Regions from separate parts of the Mus musculus genome. Here region 1 is linked to region 2. The links are chromatin contacts, called in public Hi-C maps. All regions are on one chromosome and are shown on one strand. Each heading gives the region's core, a stretch centred on a gene start, on an enhancer-like site or on the middle of the called end of the contact. The rest is flanking DNA. Distances are from core to core; before and after follow the strand shown.

Evidence for each region. Hi-C and Micro-C count contacts between places; a contact is called where the count stands out from the background.
Region 1: a Hi-C map of muscle stem cells shows a contact between it and region 2, with 2.3 times the contacts expected there. The contact joins the enhancer-like site here to the promoter of Popdc3 in region 2. A contact is called at or near these places in 12 of 39 promoter capture datasets (HPC-7-derived erythroid cells, cranial neural crest, embryonic stem cells and 7 more), 11 of 484 Hi-C or Micro-C datasets (the C2C12 cell line, cardiomyocytes, cortical neurons and 6 more) and 2 of 9 other capture datasets (adipose tissue and pancreatic islet).

Annotation. Positions count from the first base shown.
Region 1 is chr10:45,348,767-45,351,466 of GRCm38.p6, reverse strand. All of the region lies in intron 5 of Bves (blood vessel epicardial substance), which reads right to left. Among named protein-coding and RNA genes, the nearest start is that of Bves, 14 kb to the right of the region's middle. Within about 2 kb of position 1,281, at least 1 of the 459 cell types and tissues checked has an H3K27ac peak or open chromatin away from gene starts, as enhancers often do. A contact at or near this core is called in muscle stem cells, where this site is marked.
Region 2 is chr10:45,287,892-45,290,591 of GRCm38.p6, reverse strand. It overlaps Popdc3 (popeye domain containing 3), which reads right to left and starts at 1,287. Exons shown (of 4, transcript NM_024286.1): 1 at 1,017-1,287. Gm15934 (predicted gene 15934) reads left to right here and starts at 1,176. Exons shown (of 2, transcript NR_155869.1): 1 at 1,176-1,369.

The DNA.
Region 1 (2,700 bases), core at 32-2,531, 61 kb before region 2:
CATGTAAGCAGACAAGATCCTTGTTTTAAGAGTATGGCTGTTTTGCCTACATGTATGCCTGTGTGCCTCAGTGCCTGGTTCCATGGACTCCAGAGAGAGCATGAGATCTCTGGAAGTTGAGTTACAGACCGTGTGAGCTGACATGTGGGAACTAGGACTTGAACTGACGTCCTTTTGACACCAGCACCATCCCTTCAGCCCGAAGACACTCTTCTCTTTAAATCCAGCTGAAATTTAACGTTCGTTTACTTCACAAGAGCACAGACATGTTTTTCTAAGGCCTCTCCCTCAATGTGAACGGAACTGATTTTCAAGTTTTGCAGCAACGGGGCAGGCAACTGACCATGGGTGAACACATCAGCAGCAGACAGAGTCAAAAGAAACGTGTTTATCAGAAATGCTTACTCGATACACAATAGCTGAATGAAGAAAAAGAAACACAGCAACACACTGCTTCTTTATTTTGTAATACTGATACTGAAGACCCTGTCAACTGCTGTACATGGGACTCTGATCTGCAAGCCCCCCAACAGCAAGTGCTAAAGACAATGAACTTTGGGAACCGTTTTCTTAGCCTTGTCAGCCTGCCTGTAGCATTAGAATTACCAAGGGACGTTCTATGCTGCCTGACAGTTTTTCTCTTTCCCCCTATTATACAATTCATCATCACCCTGACCATAGAATGAGTATAAAGAAACAACAGCCTAGAGTAGCGGTACAGGCCTATAATACCAGCACTAAGAATGCTGAGGCAAGAGGACTATCACTGGTTCAAAGACAACCTGGACTATATTGAGCTCAAAGCCAACTTGGGCTACATAGTGGGACCACGTGTCAAAAGACAAACAAATAATAAAGAGTTGAAGGTGTAGCTCACCCTAGCATGCACAAAGCCCTGGCTTCTATGTCCAGTACCACATGCAGAGTGTAGTGGCATCGCCTATAATCGCAGTACCCAAGGGGCAGACACAGGAAGAGCCAAAGTTCAAATCCTTGGTCACACAGAGTTCAAGGCCAGCCTGAGATATGTGAAATCCTGCCTCAAACAAAGTAATCCAAAGGACATGAGTGCTCCCGGAGAAGGACTGGACCATGCCCAGGAAGATGCATAGCACCCTGATGTGCAATGCTAGAAAAATCCTACGGAACGGCTACTTTTCGCTGGAGTATCTGGCCACAGAAATGTTTTGTAAACAGTCAAAGCACAGCCTCTCCCTGGGTTTATTCTGACGAAGTTGGCTCTAAGTGTTCTAGGCACAGATTTGACGGCAGGGTAGCTCTTGGCTACTGACAATCACAAAATACCACAAAATGACAAAATTCCACACCCGGTGCCAAGGAAAGCTGGTGGAGACTAGGGAAGATGGATTCATGTTTTCATCATGTTCTTCTAATCTTCACACTAGTTAGGAATAATTCTCGACTACTAAAGCCCAGTCCCCCAATCGAAGAAAACCCTTTTGCAGGTAGTAACTTTTCGTTAGCTTACTTATAAACATAATTTGGAGTCCAGTGGAAAGGGAGTTCATATTTCTATACCTGGTTTTCCAGGAATCTCTTGCTTCTCAAACAAAGGTTTAGTTTTTAACCCCAAAATGAATCCTGGTCTCTTCAGGATAATAAGAGACTAAGTTATTATATAAAACTACCTTTATGGAGTCAGAAGTAAGAGAAATGGCTCCCTCCTGTTCTTTAGTGGTAGTGCTTAAACACACTGCTGAAATAGAAACATGCATCCCAGGACACATAAGGCCCCCACAGTAAGAAGACAGAGCAGCTAGGACACCGCACCCACTTTCTCTTCCTATGTGTCAAGTGCAGCCAGAATGGGAACAACACTGCATTAGCCAGAGTCTTAGTTATTGTTCTATTGTGAGAGGACACTATGCCCAAGGCAGTTCTTATAGGGAAATCATTTAACTGGGGCTTGCTTACAGCTTTAGAGGCTTAGTCCATTATGATCATGGCAGGGAGCAGACAGGCATGGCACTGGAGCAGTAGCTGACAGCTTTACACCCTGATCCACAGGGAGCAGGCAGAGAGGGGGAGGGGGAGGGGGAGGGGAAGGGAGGAGGGGGAGGGGGAGGGGGAGGGGGAGGGGGAGGGGGAGAGGGGGAGGGAGGGGGAGAGGGGGAGGGAGAGGGAGAGGGAGAGAGAGAGAGAGAGATAGAGAGATAGAGATACTGGCCTGGGCTTTAGGAATCTCAAAGCCCACTCATAGTAACATATCTTCTCCAATAAGGGAACACCTCTTCCAACAGAGCCACATCCCCTAATCCTTCCCAAACAGTCCCAGTAACTAGGGACCAAACATTCAAGCATATGGGGTTGGGCCATTCTCATTCAAACCCCCATAGTCAGGGAGTTTAAACTAGTAAATGTGCCCAACTGTAACAAATTCCCAAACAGCCCGAGACATTTATGCGAGCAGAGTGGCAGGAAGACAGGGCTGGAATTCTAATGAAATAAACAAAACTGCACTTCCCCTTCAAGTCCAGTCTACAGCATCCCACGTTGAATGGCATCCCAAAGTGAGCCTGCAAGACAGTCCCAGCAAGAGGTACTAACAGGTCTTGTTTCCCAGGTGATGGTATTCTCCGCAATTCTATTTCCTACTAAATGTGTACTGTTCTCTAAAGCAAACCTGTGCCCAGAATATTCCCTTACTGCTATTTATCCAGAGACTTATGTTCTTGGCTA
Region 2 (2,700 bases), core at 38-2,537:
CCCTTTATTTTTGCAAATGGGGAAACTGAGGTCCATTTTTTTTGTTTGTGTCTATAGCTCTGTTGCTGTTGTTTTCTACCATGAAGGACAACACCTAATTACTGTACTAGCTTAGAATAAATATTTCGTGCAATAGATTTTAGAATTAAAAAATGAGCAGGGAAACAAAATAGTCACAAAAGGCAACAACAACAGGCACCAATAATACTTTTTCCAAGGCTGTCACTAAGTTTAATTGCACTTTTGCAAGCGTGCAAATTGAAACAGAAACATCAGGAGGGTGGGTAATTTTGTTATTTTTGATTCAATTTTCTTTTAAAAGTGGGATTCTAAACCTACTTTCCATTAATTTATTAAATGTTTATCCTTTTAGTATTTTTTTCTTTTTCTTTTTTTCTTTTTCACTTTCCCCAGATGTTACCTGGCTGAAATTTCTCCCCCTCGATCTTTGTACTGCATTTTGACACTGTCTTTGATCCTTTCCTACAATACAGACTCTCAAAACTAAACCGCTAAAACCAATCTTGATGATGAGATGACATGTGGGGTGTATAAATGTCGTTCTTTCTCTGGCAAGGGGATCTCCAAGTACAGAAAGCAGGTCAGAGTCTAGCTGCCCTTTGACCCCAGCACCTACCACACGCCCTAACTGCACAGACCCCAGTTGGGGTCTTAGTCTTGGAAAGGAAAGTGTTACAGGGCATGACTCGCCCATGGTGAAACGCACACCTGCCAGGGCCCCAGGATCTGCTTTTCCTCTCGAAATATTTTCCTTGGGGCACCAGGTGCCTAGGGCGCCGCGAAGGTTCTGGAGCACTGGTCTGGCAGCTTCGTTGGGGGGAGGACCGCTCGCTCTCCCGCGATCCCTAGGGGAGCTGCAAGCCACGCGGCGCGCACCGGGCTCCAGGGCGCGCACAGAGGGGACGCGCAACGGGGGTCTGAGCCTTTCCCCGTTCCCGGTCCGGGCAGCCCTGCGAAGTTGCTGGGCTGCCACTCCCGCGCGGCTCTCAGCTTACCTTCCCGGCCTTCACGACGCTCCCGATGGAGCCCGTAGAACTTTCCAGCCGAGTGAGCAGTGGCAGGCGGCTCTGGTGACTCGAAAACCCACGGTCCGAACCGCTCTCGCCCCGCTGCCCGCCCGCACCCGCCGGGATCCCGGACGCGTCCTCCCGCGCCCGCTCAAGCAGGGCGCAGCCGATCAGAGCCGCTCCCAGCGGCGGGGACGGGCTCGGGCGCGCGCTCCGAGGCAGGCGGGCAGCCAGCGGGTGCCAGCAGGGTGCGGAACTCGCGAGGCTCTAAGTTGGTAAAGACTCATGGTAACCAGTCTTCGGCCCAGACCCTGGGCTACCCTTGGTGGAGAGTGATGGAGGTGAGCACCAGCACGGGAAGCAACTATCTGCCTTCTCACCCGGCCACAGACAAGAAAAATCACCAGAGAGGTGTGGGATATATATGTGTACTGGGCAGAAAAGGGGCAGTGTTTATTTGTGAGTAAATAGGTTGGTTAAAGGGGGAAAAAAAAGATAAAGGACATAGATCATAAAAGACAAAACACAAATGCCACATAAGTTCAAATAATAGGAAAAAGGGGGGGAGGGGCAATTTAAAGCAAGTGTCACATGCATTTTTGCCTCTATGAGGTTTTTATTTTCTTCAGTAGACCAAACTACGTGGTAACTGTGAATAAATACGGGCATGACCTTTCCAAGTCGTGTTTGAGGAGGTTTTTACTGTAGATACTAGCGGGAGTATAGCCCGAGGCATCTGAAAGAGTCTAGAACAGGGAGAGTTTGTAGAACACTGAATATGAGCCACAGACTGAACCAGGCCATGCGAAGGTGGCACATGGGGTGGGGGTGAGGAAGAGAAGAAGAGAAGACAGAGAAGACGTAGATAAAGATCGCGGAGAGCTAAAAGCCAAGAGAAGGAACGACCAAAATGTCAGGATCCTGTAGGAACACGCAGCTGGGCGAAGGAAAGCAGGGGTAAAGAAGTTTAGGGTGGAGGGTGGGGTGAGAAGAGCTGAGACTAGCCAGGATGCTAGCAGGTACTTGCAAGGTGGAGACAGTGCTTTGATATGCTAATAGCACCGCAGTTAACTCTGAGTTTCCTTTGGACCTGACCAAAGGAGGAAAAATGAGACACACAACTTAAAGATTTCAGTGCCATCCTTTTTGCTGATTTTCATTTTATATAACCATTCTGGTAGAGATGACTCCAAGAAGGACATTTTTTTTTCTCGTGTTTTTTATTTGTTTTATTAGGTAATTTATTTTATTAGTTAGTTAATTTGTTTATTTGTTTGTTTGTTTGATTGATTTAGTAGTTACTTTGTTTGTTTGTTTGTTTGCTTGCTTTCTTGTTTTGAGACTGGGTCCCTCCACACAGCCCTGGCTGTTCTGAAACTCACTATATGGTTTAGACTGGCCACAAACTCAAAGGGATCCACCTGCCTCTGCCTCTCTGCCTCTGCCTCTCTGCCTCTGCCTCTGCCTCTGCCTCTGCCTCTGCCTCTGCCTCTGCCTCTGCCTCTGCCTCTGCCTCTGCCTCTGCCTCTGCCTCTGCCTCTGCCTCTGCCTCTGCCTCTGCCTCTGCCTCTGCCTCTGCCTCTGCCTCTGCCTCTGCCTCTGCCTCTGCCTCTGCCTCTGCCTCTGCCTCTGCCTCTGCCTCTGCCTCTGCCTCTGCCTCCCCAGTGCTGGG